Regions from separate parts of the Mus musculus genome. Here region 1 is linked to region 2. A link is a contact called in public Hi-C data. All regions are on one chromosome and are shown on one strand. The core of a region is the stretch at or near the end of the contact, and the rest is flanking DNA. Distances in the headings are between cores, read along the strand shown.

Evidence for each region. Hi-C and Micro-C count contacts between places; a contact is called where the count stands out from the background.
Region 1: a contact with region 2 is called in a Hi-C map of the N1E-115 cell line, with 4 times the contacts expected there. The contact joins the enhancer-like site here to the promoter of Gtf3c6 in region 2. A contact is called at or near these places in 1 of 39 promoter capture datasets (hippocampal neurons), 2 of 484 Hi-C or Micro-C datasets (the G1E-ER4 cell line and the N1E-115 cell line), 4 of 115 datasets of contacts at active chromatin or transcription factors (the 230-238 cell line, T-cell acute lymphoblastic leukemia, embryonic forebrain and 1 more) and 1 of 9 other capture datasets (adipose tissue).

What each region holds. Positions count from the first base shown.
Region 1 is chr10:39,529,387-39,536,749 of GRCm38.p6, forward strand. Fyn (Fyn proto-oncogene) reads left to right here. Exons shown (of 14, transcript NM_001122893.1): 9 at 51-215; 10 at 2,630-2,809; 11 at 4,248-4,324; 12 at 4,423-4,576. Among named protein-coding and RNA genes, the nearest start is that of Gm40627, 57 kb to the right of the region's middle. Within about 2 kb of position 3,640, at least 89 of the 459 cell types and tissues checked have an H3K27ac peak or open chromatin away from gene starts, as enhancers often do. A contact at or near this core is called in the N1E-115 cell line, embryonic stem cells and hippocampal neurons, where this site is marked.
Region 2 is chr10:40,251,896-40,259,169 of GRCm38.p6, forward strand. It overlaps Gtf3c6 (general transcription factor IIIC, polypeptide 6, alpha), which reads right to left and starts at 5,817. Exons shown (of 6, transcript NM_026113.5): 1 at 5,684-5,817; 2 at 5,318-5,398; 3 at 2,506-2,569; 4 at 2,369-2,413. The coding sequence starts at 5,764. It overlaps Rnu3a (U3A small nuclear RNA), which reads left to right and starts at 6,573; the gene lies at 6,573-6,784.

The sequences.
Region 1 (7,363 bases), core at 2,390-4,889, 720 kb before region 2:
TCGTTACATATTCTGCTCTTCTCTCCCTCACCGCTGCCCTGCTCCTCCAGAGAGAGCCGCAGGTCTCTGCTGCCGCCTAGTAGTTCCCTGTCACAAAGGGATGCCAAGGCTTACCGATCTGTCTGTCAAAACCAAAGATGTCTGGGAAATCCCTCGAGAATCCCTGCAGTTGATCAAGAGACTGGGAAATGGGCAGTTTGGGGAAGTATGGATGGGTATGCTGAGATTCAATTACTCTCTTATTAGCTTCCTCGTTTGGAAAATCCCAAACATCAAGATGGAAGGTGGAAATAAAGATATTTTATGATCAGGACAAACAGACAGTTTGAATTATTCAACTTTTATTTGGAAAAATTTGGAATCTCTCAAAGAGAGCTAGAAACAGGCAAGAACTACAGCTGTCTCCAGTTGTGCTACAGTGTTCCAACCTGGCTCAATGTTGCCGTCAGGGAAGTCACCTTCCATCTTTCCTAGTGCATGCATGATTATGGATTATAAGGACTGTTTTCTTTATTAATTCCCTTTCCTGTAGAGAAAGCTGATGGTTTGTGTTTTAACTTAACTGTGGTTTCATCAAGTTGTACCCCACAAACTTCTGGATTGGCTAAAGATGCTTGGGAAGTTGCACGTGACTCGTTGTTTCTGGAGAAGAAGCTGGGGCAGGGGTGTTTCGCTGAAGTGTGGCTTGGTAAGGCAGAGGGCACATTCTGTTTTGGCTGCATCTCAAAGCCAATGAAAAGGACAGTTTTGAACAGAAATGTGTATGTGGCCGTTGGGACAAAGACCCTTAACCTTTGTGACTAGATGGGCTCAAGCCACCCAGGTTTGCAGAAGTCAGTGGCACCTCGCTGTGTTCACCTGTCCTATTTCATGTGGCTCATTAAACACCTGCAGGACAGGAACCCAGTGATGGTGACGCTTTCTCTTCCTGTGAAATGGGATGGTAAGATGCCATAGAGTAAGGTCCTGGGCTTTCTTCACACCAAGCCTGGGTCTAAACCCTTGCTGGGTGATTAAGTATAAATGCAGGGCCTGTTTAACTCCTCTGGCTCCAGTCCTCATCTGTAAACTTGGAATAGTACCTGCTTCGCTGGATTATTTAAGGATTATATCAGACATGGTTAAAATCTCCTGTAGATCTTGGATCCATGCACACATATCTTCATTGTGTGCACATTCTTCAGTAACGGCAACTGCACTGGGCCCTTGAGATGGCTTTCATAGCCCTCTGGGTCAGTTGCAACTTTACTTACAGACAGACTATAAACTTAGACCCCTCCCCAAAATGTTTGTCCATAAAATGATAACAAAGTGTATTGGGGTCTCCCTTCCTTAGAGTCTACAAGAATACAACATGTACAGATGGTCGTAAGGTGTCAATCTTAAGCCATTACATAAGCACCAGGGTGTTTCCCACAGGACATCAGAGCTGGCGTAGGTGCCTAGGCAGTTACCCAAGCTGTGAGGAGTGGAGATGGCACTATGCTTAAAGTTACAAAATGTTATCAGTCAGATCCCGTAGACCACCTAAATGATGTCAGAGTTCCCGTTACACCAAAAGGCAGACACTCTCTGAGATAGAAGAACTCTTTACACCTGCCACTGGTTCTTTTTCACTTGTTTTTCCCCTGTAGGATGCATGTTGTAATTTTATGTTTTAACAGAATAATAAATGCTTCAGATATAGACCCCTTAGAGTGGAAAGTCATAGATGACACCTAGGTAAATCTTAGTGTGAACCTGGATTCTCTTTCAAATTGTAAGCAATAGAATCTCAAATTAGATTTTTATTTTCCTTTTATAAAATTATCCTTCAAAGCCATTGGTTAGAAATAGAACAAGCCAGAATTCTGTCTTTTTATTTGAGAACAGAAAGCCAAGCTAGTTCATTCCTGTTTTACTGATGAACTGACAGTGGCCATGAGCCAGGTCTGGCCTTTGGGTCAGCTTGATTTTTAAAGACGTACTTAAACATGTCACATGTACGTACTTTTCTTTCCTGGCTGCTCTTTGATTTCCCAGCCCACCTGATAGAAGGCATTGTTCCTGTGGCTAACTCATGGGAAGCTGGAGAAATTGACCTTACCTGGGAAAGTATGGGCAAGGAGATGGTGTGCTCCTGGCCTGTGCTTAAGGGTGCACTTAGCTTGTCTTCTGAAGGACTCAGTCAAGTGTCTCATCCAGTAGACAGTTGAAAGCCTACTCCAAGCATCCTTGGTATGGCCAGATTTTTATAGCCTCTAAGATGGAATTTAATCTAATTTCTCTCAGGCTTTTCCTTTATCTAAGGGACAGCTGTTGGATACTCAGGCCAATTCTAAATCCTAGACTGTCATGACTTAAATAAGAGCCCAGAGCTTTCTGGTGTAAATTCACAATTATATGCATAAGCCATAAAAAGAGTGATACATATCAAATGGGAAAAGTTAGTGAATTATTAAACAGCTGTGAGTAAACTTGCTTTTCCTTAAATACTTGACAGAGTCCTTGCCATTATCTTTGCTCGTAAGAACTACTTTAAGGTTTCAAAATTTAAAGTCTGATTTTATGCACAAAGTTGCTGGTCAAAATTATTTTTCCCATCAAAAGAGTACCTTTGGATTGACTTACTGTTGTGGGGTATCTGTAGGTACCTGGAATGGAAATACAAAAGTAGCCATAAAGACCCTTAAGCCAGGCACCATGTCTCCGGAGTCCTTCCTGGAGGAGGCGCAGATCATGAAGAAGCTGAAGCATGACAAGCTGGTGCAGCTCTACGCGGTCGTGTCTGAGGAGCCCATTTACATCGTCACGGAGTACATGAGCAAAGGTCAGCCGCACCCCTCCCCCTCCCCTCCTCTCCCTCCTCCCCTCCTCTCCCTCCTCCCCTCACAGGGCTGCCGGGGACCGGAATCCTCAGGGATTCCACTCTGCTCACTCAGGATAACACTTAGAAAAGGGGAACATGGAGTTTGCCCCTGGATTCCTGAGAAGTGCAGTGCCTTTTGCATGTTCCACATCAGGAACGTTCCTCTGCACAGTTAAAACATCCATCTTTCTATCCAAGCTAATGCAGAGCTGAGGCTGTGAGAGCTGCTGCCATTTTGAATGGGTGGCTTCTGTTCGGTTTCCCTTTTTAGCGCTAAGTAATCAATAGCAGATGGTTGCTGAGTTAAGTTCTGTCCCCATCTCAACATCCTTCCCCCCAGCTTTCCCCTTAAACATCAGGTGAAGAGGTGACACGCAGTCATGACCTCCCTCCCTCCCCTCTCGGCGCATGCATGTGTTGACGCACACGTGAGCATGCGTACATCATTATAATCAAACCGGCATTGTTGGGGAATGAAGCCAGAGATCATTTTGTTTTGGAAAAATAAATGAGCCAAACAAGAAACAGCCTTAAAAGGCTGTGTGCATTGTACATCAGAAGACACCAGGGTAATTTTTCTTCTCTGTGTACTTTCTTTTAAAATATAATTGGAATTTTTTCCTGGCAGATTATATGCCCTTTGGATCCAGGGTTATTTTGTAAATAACTTTGTGATTAAAGCATTAAAAAAAAAAAAAAAAAAAAAAAAACACTGACAGCCATCCAGCCCCTGCAAATGATTATCTCCGCCTCGGTGTCAGATCCGTGCCTCCTCACTCAGCCTCACACGAGTGGCTCTGAAGCTCTGGCTGTCCGAGGCACAGGCGTGACTGGCTGGGATCTAATTAGGAAGCTCCTGCCCCACCCATATTCCTTGGATGCTTAAAATCTGAAAATAAGTCAGCAGTTCTGAAAGTCCCTTGTACCTGAGGCACCTAGAGAGCTTCTAAAAATACGGGCATCTGTGTCTGACTCTGGGATTCCTGATGTAGTGGATAGAGCCTGAGGACACGCCCTTCCAGCAAATACTGTCACTACTGTTGCTACTTGTCGGAGCCTCAGCCTGCTCACCTGAGCTGGCTCTCCACATCAGTCGCCTGTACGTCGTCGGTTACTGGGACATGAAGGATGGTTTGGTTCCTCCTGGTGACAACATAAAAGGAGACGTTCATTTCTTCTGGTTTTACTAACTCCTTTCTCACTGCTTATTTTCAGAAGCTACAACTCGCTTCTTAAAACATAAACTTGATTTCTTGGTTTTTGTTCAAAGCTTTCTTTTTCCATTGATGCAATTATCCTTTTCATCTCCCTTTTACTTCCACTAAGGAAATCAAATACAGCCACTATTGAGAATCTTTGCCTCTCTGAGTAAACTAAAATTGTTTTGTTTCATTCATAGGAAGTTTGCTTGACTTCTTAAAAGATGGTGAAGGAAGAGCTCTGAAGTTGCCAAACCTTGTGGACATGGCGGCACAGGTGGGCCTGGGGTCTTAATTCAGGCTGTGGCTGTACCAGCACGGACTCTCAAGGTGTTGTGGTGTAACAGCTGTGCCCCCTTCCCTGGGTTTCCACAGGTTGCTGCAGGAATGGCTTACATCGAGCGCATGAATTATATCCACAGAGATCTGCGATCAGCAAACATTCTAGTGGGGAATGGACTAATTTGCAAGATTGCTGACTTTGGATTGGCTCGGTTGATTGAAGACAATGAATACACAGCAAGACAAGGTGGGCACTTCCAGGGCAGTGGCTCCTGATTGATCTTTGCCTGCACAGCCTTCTCCTTACCTTCATTTCCTCCCTCTTCCCTTTGTTTGTCTGATCTGGCGCGAGCTGCACAGTTCTCAGGTGGGAGCTAGTGGATCTAGTTGGCGTGTGCAGTGCTGGTCTAGTAAGTGGGCGTCTGTTCCCATGGCTTGCCTGGCTTTTGGGAAGTATCTAGGCCCACGGTGTTCCACTTTTGGAGAAAGAAGGCTTTGAGAAGCCAAGTTATAGCTCATTCTCCATTAGCCACCTCTGAGCAGAAATCAGGTGACACTCCAAGTCAGACAAGTTCCTTTACAAAGGAACAGGCGTGGTGTTGGAAAACGGAGAACATAATAAATAGCAGGGGAGCCAAGGCTCAGAATGCAACAGGAGTAGGTAGCGCCAGAGCAAAGACACCTCCTGGTAGAGAGCCTGCACATGGAGGCGATTCCTGATCTCAGTCAGCAGCTGCCTGCCAGGCCCAGCCAGGACCAGCTGGGACCAGCCTGAGACTGAGCTCTGCAGAGCGCTGAGGAGAAAAGAAATGGTCTGGAGGGCCTGGAGGACTGCAGTGCTGGAGAAGCCGTCTCTTCTCCTGCCTCACCCACCCCCTGCAAAGGGTCAAAGACATTAGTTTTATGTAAACCACGTACCAGACCAGAAGCCAACCCACTTGGGGAGGAGGGATTGTTTGTCAAGCACCAGATGTCAGGAAAGAATTCCCAAGGTGTTTTCTGCCTTCCTGGCTGGCTGCTTGCATGGCAGTGTCCAGGCATAGCACTGAGGAACTAGCAACAGTGGAGGCCTCTGTGTGGGTTTTAAAGCCGGAACTCAGGCAGGGAGTAGGTTTCCTTGGTGAAACTAACCGAAGCCTGGCCACCCCAGCCAAGCTGAGCAGTAGTGGGGATGGATTACAGGATGGTGCATTCTGCAGTTTTATGTTGAATAGTAGTTGTTTCGCTCATTTTTGGCAATTCCTTCCGCCTTTCACTTGCCTCAGAATGGAAGTGCAGTGAATGATGTGAGAAAATGTTAAACTGGGGCCCTGCCTAGGTACTGACACTATCCAAGTGCTCGGTTGCATGTCGGACAAACCGCCCAGCTATTTGAATTCCCCACTCCCACCCCTGGCACACGCCATCTCTTGCCCTTGTGGGATCCTGGGGGGTACGGGGGGGGGGGGTATGCACACAGACACACACCCAAAGTCAGGGGTCACAAAAGCAGGCTGTATCTCTAAGCAGAGAGGAATACAGACGTGACTTGGTGACAGGGCATGCCAAGAGGGTCTGAGTGAATATGATCAGAGGCCTTGCCCTGAGGGAGAGCCTGTGAGGGTTGATAACCAGCATGTTCCATTTAGGAAATGGCTCCAAAGAAACTCAGGAGCTTCCGTCTGTGTGTGAGAAAGTCTCCGTGGCAGAGGGAGCAGTGCAAGACTGTTTACTTTTAACTAGACTTTGAACTCTGTAGAGTCTATGGTTAACACCCTTGACCCATCTGTGAATGAGAGGTGTCAGGCCAGGAGCTAACAGATGCTACCAGAGTACTGTTGGGATGGACTGGGTACATAAGTCATGCATCATTCATAAGGGTGCCTAAGACTGTGGCCTCAGGCGGCTGGCACCTCTCATGTCAGGTTCTGCACTGGAACCCATCCAGGGCCCTCTCAGCCTGGCCATGCAGCCTTCCTTCCCACTTCCCACCATGACTGCCTCTCTGCCCTGCCTCCCCCCCATGACATCCAGACCACAGTCTGAGGCCCTTTCCAAGGACAAGCCTCAGTCCTTTGTTCAGCATTTCCTTGACAGAAGAGTCCACCTTTCCCTCTTAGAATATTATTTCTTCTTTCTTATCTTTGTCAACTGTCTTCAGATGCATACCAAACACTGAAAAGGGTAAGCAATAAGGGTTACAGGAGCTAGAGTATGACAGGAGAGACGGGCAGTCTGTGCTGTCCTGAAGCTGAGAACCAGGAAAGGCCAAGGCACGTCAGGACCTGGAAGGGGCAGGAAATAGACCCATAGTTAGCATATTTGTTCATACAAATCACAAAGCTCACAAGTGGAAGGTCCGGATTTGAAAACAGTACAGCCCACCTGACCAGGTGTGCTCTTGAGCTGTGCCCACTGTCTCCCCCCAAGACAGTGAATCAGAGAATAGAATGGAAAACCAGAGAGAATTAGTCCTAAGTCCCACTTCCCCTTTATTTTATGGAAAAAGCCTCAAGGGACAACCTCTCAGATTCACATGTGTCAGGGGACCAGAGAGACTTTTCCTTTTGCAGCCTTGGCTAGCCCAGCTGTTCCTACAGTTCCTTCACTGTGCCTGCCCTGCCCTGGCCTGTCCACGAGATGGAAAGGTCCGGCATGTGTTTGCCAATGTATTCTGCAGATGGCATGTGTGCTGCATGCCGGCGTTCCTGCCGGGGATTAATAAGCTCCTCTAGACAGCTGGTCCATGTGCCTAATAATATTTGCAAGTCGGGTTTTATGTCACCCGCAGGCCACAGCCGTGCCGCGTGTTGATTATGGGAGTGCAGGCAGTGTTCTGAAACATGTGCCAAATGTAGCTATTTTAGGACCATGAATGACAAATTGTTTGCAAAACAGTTGTGAGTTTCCCATCTCAAGGTGCTCTGAAATGTCTGTCACCACGGACAGACACACACACAAGGTGTGACAGCACAGGACACAAGGACACTGCAGTATGGAGCTCTGTTACAGGTCTTCCATGTGTCTTTGTCTCCTACAAGCCCCATACTCACCC
Region 2 (7,274 bases), core at 4,567-7,066:
GTGCTAAGGGAATGTTCTAGAGGGGAGCTGAACCCCGGCCTCTTCTTAAATCTATTCCTTTCCCCAGCTCATCAATCTAGTCTAGATATAAAGTTTGGAGACATCATTGCCTATACACACGAAGATACACATAAAGAATGCACGGCAGCATTTTCATAGTGAATTCAGTACAGTGAAGACCATTTAAGACAGGAATGGTTGTGCAATGAAGCACTCAGAGTTGAGACAGGAGGATCACAAGTCTGAAGTCAGCCAGGGAGAGGGCATGCACAGCTCCTTTGCTATGTTTGATCCCCAACATCACCAAGAGGAAATGAATGTGAGCCCTGAAGCCAGGCTAAACCCAAGCACTGACCGTGCCACTCACTCCCCTGTGAATCTCAAAGTGTTATTGGCCCCCGGGGTTCAGTTTTTCCAAGTATGAATGAACATGAAAATGGTACCTATCCTGGCCTTGGGAGGCTATGACTGTACTAGAACTGCACATTTATGTGCAGCCTGGGATACATGGTCAATGCTAGTTCACACCGTGCTGAGGCTGCTTCCAAAAACAAAAAGTATCTTGCTCAGTGAACTGTGGTAGGGACTGAATTCATATGTCTAGGCAAGAATCTACCACAAAGCTAAACCCCAGCCTCAAGTCTGAAAAAAAAATATGTCACATAAAATTAGGTATAAGAAGGTAAAACATCAAATCCAATACAGTGGTTACTTGTGAAGACAGAAAACGGGAGTAAGCTTGGAACTGAGCACGCAGGGCTTCGCTGCTATGGTGAGGATCTCTCTGAGATATGGGAGCTTGAACTCAGATTCCCCATGCTGCACAGCACTCTACCATTAAGCTGGGCAGAGTCTCAGCAGTAGCTCAGTCAGGCCTGGAACTCACAATCCTCCCAAATAGCTGAGACCCTAAGTCCGTGCCACCAGACCCAGCCCTGTAGCACTAAACTTATCCCAGGTCAATGACAAGACAGGGGGAGTTGACACAATTAGACAATGGGTACAGGATACTTGGTTTGTTTCTTTTAATTTTTTAAAAAAATATTTATTAATTTATTATATGTTAGTATACTGTAGGGGTCTTCAGACACTCCAGAAGAGGGAGTCAGATTTCATTACGGATGGTTGTGAGCCACCATGTGGTTACTGGGATTTGAACTCAGGACCTTTAGAAGAGCAGTCAGTCCTCTTAACCTCTAAACCATCTCTCCAGCCCCCTAATTCTATTTTTTTTAATGAGTGCTCTGCTGCATATACATCCCCAGGCCAGAAGAGGGCATTGGATCCCATTACAGATGGTTGTAAACCACCATGCTGTTGCTGGGAATTGAACTCGGGACCTCTGGAAGAGAAGTCAGTGCTCTTAATCGCTGAGCCACATCTCTCCAGCCCCTAGTTTGATGTTTTGTTTTGTAATTACATTTATTTATGTGTTTGTATGTGTATAGGAGTGCCACAGCACATGTGTAGAGGTTGTAAGAGTCCTTCCACTGTGCAGGCCCCAGGGATTGAACTCCTGTTGTCAGGCTTGGCACCAAGCAGCTTTCCCACTGAGCAGCAGCCCAAGGTGTTTATTTATTTTCGCTATTAGGGTTTTGAGACAGGGTCTCACCATAATGCTGGCTGGCCTGGAAACCACTATGTAGACCAGGCTTGGCCTCAAATCCACCAGCCCTACCTTTCAAATGCTGAGATTAAAGGTATGTCCTACCATGCCCAGTCTAAGCTATTTAATTTTAATATTACACATTTTAAAAGAATTTTTCATTAATGTGTATGCCTGTCTGTATGTGAGAATGTGCCCTCTGATGCCAGATCCTCTGGAGACAGTGTCACAGGCAACTGTGAGTCACCCAACATGGGGACTGGGAACTGAACTCTGGTTCTCTGGGAAAAAAACAGCCATGTTCCCTAACTACTGAGCCATCTCTTCAGTCCCCAGTATTTACTATATACATTGTATATCTGAAGCTAGGCATAGTGGTGTATGGCTATAATCCCAGCACTATGGAGGCATGAGGATTGTGAGTTCAGAGCTAGCCTGAGCTACAGCTTGAGCTGATAATGAACCACAAGAACACAAAATAAAGAACAAAAGGCAAAACAAGCAGTATGTCTGGAATAATCTGTAGAAAAAGGTCGTCTTGGGCTGGTGAGATGGCTCAGTGGGTAAGAGCACCCGACTGCTCTTCCGAAGGTCTGGAGTTCAAATCCCAGCAACCACATGGTGGCTCACAACCATCCGTAACAAGACCTGACTCCCTCTTCTGGAGTGTCTGAAGACAGCTACAGTGTACTTACATATAATAAATAAATAAATCTTTAAAAAAAGAAAAAAAAAAAAAAGAAAAGAAAAAGGTCGTCTTACCTCGTTCAACACCTTCTTCAAATATAACACAGGTACCAAGCGTATCTGCGGGGAAACATGAATCAAGTCAGGAAAGGCTGCAGTACATCTCTGAGAACCGTGTGAAAAAGAGGCTTTTGTGTCGGGTACCGCCATACCTTCATACTCCCCAGCAAACACATAGCTGTCCACTTGCATGATGGGCCTCTCCGTGTCAATTCCCTATAACAGATTAAAAGACAAAATCCACCATCATTTAAAAAATGCCCTTGGGGGGTTAGAGACATGGCTCAGTGGTTAAGAGCACTGACAGCTCTTCCAGAGGAACTGAGTTCAATTCCAGCAACCACATGGTAGCTCACAACCATCTGTAATGAGATTGGATGCCTTTTTCTGGTGTGTCTGAAGACAGCAGCAGTGTACTCATACACATAAAATAAATTTAAAAATCTTTTAGGGCTGGTGAGATGGCTCAGCAGGTAAGAACACCCGACTGCTCTTCCGAAGGTCCGGAGTTCAAATCCCAGCAACCACATGGTGGCTCACAACCATCTGTAACGAGATCTGACTCCCTCTTCTGGAGTGTCTGAAGACAGCTACAGTGTACTTACATATAATAAATAATAAATAAATCTTTAAAAAAAATATTAAAAAAAAATCTTTTAAAAATGCCCTTGGCATGGTGGCGCATGCCTTTAATCCCAGCACTCGGGAAGCAGAAGCAGGCAGATTTGTGAGTTTGAGGCCAGCCTGGTCTACACAGTGAGTTCCAGGACAGCCAGGGATACACAGAGAAACCCTGTCTCGAAAACAACAACAACAACAACAAAAGCCCTTGGAACTGGGCAGTGAAGGACATATCTTTAATCCCAGCACTTGGGAGGCAGAGGCAGGCAGCTCTCTGTGAGTTCAAGGCCAGCCTGGTCTACAGAGCTAGCTCTAGAACAGCCAGGGCTACACAGAGAAACTCTGTCTCAAAAAACAAAAACAAAACAAAATAGAAAATGCCCTTGTGAGGTCATCCTGGTCTACATAGTGAGTTATAGGACAGCCAGGGAAACACAGAGAAACCCTGTCTTGGAAAACCCAATTAAAAAAAAAAAAGAAAGAAAGAAAAAAAGAAAGAAAGAAAGGAAGGAAGGAAGAGAGAGAGACAGACAGACACCCGGCGTGGTAGTGCACGCTTTGATCCCAGCACTCGGGAGGCAGAGGCAGGTGGATTTCTGAGTTCGAGGCCAGCCTGGTCTACAAAGTGAGTTCCAAGACAGCCAGGGCTATACAGAGAAACTCGGTGTCAAAAAAAACAAACAAAAAAAAAAAATGCACCTTGGACTAGGTGTGATGGGCCATGCCTTTCACACTTGGAAGGCAAAGAGGCAGACCATCCGTGAGTCTGACACAAGGCTGGCCTCAGCTCACTGAGATATGCCTGTTTGCACTTCCTATGCATTGGGTGGGATTAAGAGTATGTCCATGCTGGAGAGATGGCTCAGTGGTTAGGAGCACTGACTGCTCTTCCAAAGGTCCTGAGTTCAAATCCCAGAAACCACAAGGTGGCTCACAACCACCCATAATGAAATCTGACACCCTCTTCTGGTGTGTTTGAAGACAGCTACGGTGTACTTATTTATAATAATAAATCTTTAGGCCAGAGCAAGCAGGGTTGACCAGAGTGAGCAGAGGTCCTAAATTCAATTCCCAACAACCACATGAAGGCTCACAACCATCTGTACAACTACAGTATACTCATATACATAAAATAAATAAATAAATCTTTAAAAAAAATGTCCACCATGCCTGAGTGGACTTTCTGTTGTCGTTTTGAGACGGGGTCTCTCTGTGGGTCTGTCTGTCTGTCTTAGAACTTGCTATGTACACCACACTACTCATCTCTGATTGGCATGTTGGGGTAAGTGGCAGAAATTAACCTGTTTAAATATTTGAAGCCAAGGATTTTGCCCAAAAATTTTGATAACAGCTTTATCCCCCATCCCTACCCCCATCCCCCAAAGACAGGGTTTCTCTGTGTAACAGCCCTGACTGTCCTGGGACTCACTCTGCAGACCAAGCAGGCCTCAAACTTAAGAGATCCGTTTGCCTCTGCCTCATGAGTGCTGGGATTAAAGGTATGTATCATCATCAGGCAATAACGTAATATTTTAAACTGTGTCTTCTCCAGGCATTTTGAAGACAGGGCTTTCTGTAGATCAAGGTGGCCTAGAACTTACTATATCATTAAGGATGACAATGAGCCAGGCGGTGGTGGCGCACGCCTTTAATCCCAGCACTTGGGAGGCAGAGGTAGGCAGATTTCTGAGTTCGAGGCCAGCCTGGTCTACAAAGTGAGTTCCAGGGCATTCCGGGGAGTTGGGGGGTAGGATGACAATGAACTTCGGATCCGCCTGCCTTGGGCTCTCCAGTGCCGGCATTACAGGTGTGCACCAGGACAGCCTGCTCTCATGCTATTTTTTCCTAATTGGCTTGTGAGGAGTGAGCCAAAGACACACCAAAGGCATGGTGAAGCAGGTGACATGGGTACTTGGTGACCGGCCGGGCAACACTGCATACATATCCACACTTAGACCAGAGTCTGCGTCCAGACTAGTACACTCAACTGTGGTACTATTGGAGGATAGAACTGAGGCCACGCCCACTACAAGGAAGGCAGGCACTGCTTAACAGCATGGATTAGGCTTTGTCCTGAAAGTCCCCCAGAAGTTTCATACAAGGTGTTTTGCTCTTTCTCTCCAGCCACACATTCAGACAGTGAAGAAGAAGCAGTCAGGCATTTTCTCTGCTCCCATAGAATCCCTCCCTTGTAACCTACTCTTCTGGTATGAGCCTGGAGCGTTTGATCACTGCTTTGTAAGGTGGGATGAACGTCTCTCTCTTTGTGGACAAGCATATCACCTTTTAGTCTTGTTTTAACTTTAAGAAAATCTACAACATTCCCCGAATTCTAAGACTCACCAAAATCTTGCATTTATTTTCACATTTGGAGAGAAAGTCTGAATCAATGATTCCTGACAATTCTACCAGAACAAACTGCTCCTGGTGGAAGAAAGCAAAGTTAATAAGGTAGACAAGGGGCAGTAAATAAGAAATGCCCCAAATTTCTCTGTGAAAACTCGATCCAGTTTCTGGTGGAAACCGATTCTTTCTAGAATGGGTAAACCAGAACTGAAGCTAGCCCTCCACGGCTTCTCGGGCTTCGGAAAGCCAGCGAGCTGTCTACCGGCCTCCCTCCCTCCGTCCGCATCCCAGACTCCCTTCCCCACCCAGGGGTGGCTCAACCAAGACCGCCCGCGCCGCAGGCCTCTGACCCTCGCTTACAACCTCCTCTAGCTCCTCTTCCTCCTCCTCCAAGTCCTCCCAAATGGGATCCACTGCCGCCGCCATAGCGTTCGGAGACGCCATCACTGGCCACGCCCCCTGTGGATGCCATTTTGGATACGGGCAGCGGCGTCCGGCTTCCGGCCAGAAAGCAAGATGGCGACGCCAGGCTTCCGTAAGTGGGTCCCACGTGGAGACTCGACACGCTCCGAGCTTCGGGAATTTAGGGTATTTAGCCCCACTTTGAAGAACGTGGCTCATAGAGCTCAGGCTACACTGAACTCAGTAAGTAGCTGAGGATGAGCGTAATCAACTGCCTCCACTATAAAACAAAACCTCACGTTTATTGTCTGCCGAAGGAGACTAGAGGATCAATGGTGGCCTCCACTTTTCATCCCAACATCTAAGGACGCGGGAGGGAGAGGATTAATGCAAATTCTAGGCCAGAGTGGCTACTTAGTTAACACAAACCCAGCAGTGACGCTACTGGGACAGGGTGGAATTCAGACCGCAGAGGACACAAATCAACACCCATCTTAAGTAAAACGCAGCCTGAGGAGCCGCACCCACCCTTTAAAACTGGTCCGGAAGTGATTTTCTTAGGATGACTGAAGACACTGGCGTGTGATTGGCTATTATCCTCAATATGTTAATTATGAACTTGATTCTGAGTTAGTTTACAAGTCATAAGTATTCAGAATGAGTTTTTGTTTTTGTTTTTTTTTTTTGCAAAATAATATACGAACACAGCTTCGAAAGTGCATGTGTATGGTATTCCTTAGGAGAATATTACGGGGTTTTCGCGGGGGGGGGGGGGCGGGTGGGGAATGTCACCATTAGTTAAAAATGTGCTGTCAGAGGTGGCCTCGCGGCGGCTGGCAACGCTAAACTAAGACTATACTTTCAGGGATCATTTCTATAGTTTGTTACTAGAGAAGTTTCTCTGACTGTGTAGAGCACCCGAAACCACGAGGAGGAGACAGAGTGTCCTTTCCTGAGCGTGAAGCCGGCTTTTAGTGCTGCATTTTGCAACTGCTATCTGCCATTGATGATCGTTCTCAACTCTCTTGAGGGTTGAGAGGGAGAGGACACAGTCTGAGTGGTTTCTTTTATATTTAGTTGAAAGTTAGAGTAGATGCTTTGGTCCTGAGCTACTAAATGGATATCTTTCCTCTTGTATTTTACATGGCTTATACTGTGTAGCCCGGTCATTCCTCTCTGTATGGTCCCAGACGACCTCCAACTCAAGTTCTGCTTTCTGCCTGCCTCAGCCTCCTAAGTGCTGGGGTTTAGGGTGTTCACTACAGCCTGGCTGACCTGCCTTTCTTGTTCTTAGTATGAATGTAGTTATAATGTTCACGAGACCATTAACTGCAAGAAAAATTTTAAGTGCTTATGAACAACAAAACAGGAAAGAATTTTGTCCTATTAGTAGTTGTGTGTGAAGTAAACTTAGGTCTTCTGCAAGCATGACTGAAGCTCCTTGCAGAGGAAAAAAAAATCTATGAGGAAGGCTATTAACCTGAACTAGTAAATAAAGAATATTAAATGTGATAGTGGTCGCAATATTAAGACACTGCCACTAGGAGGCGAC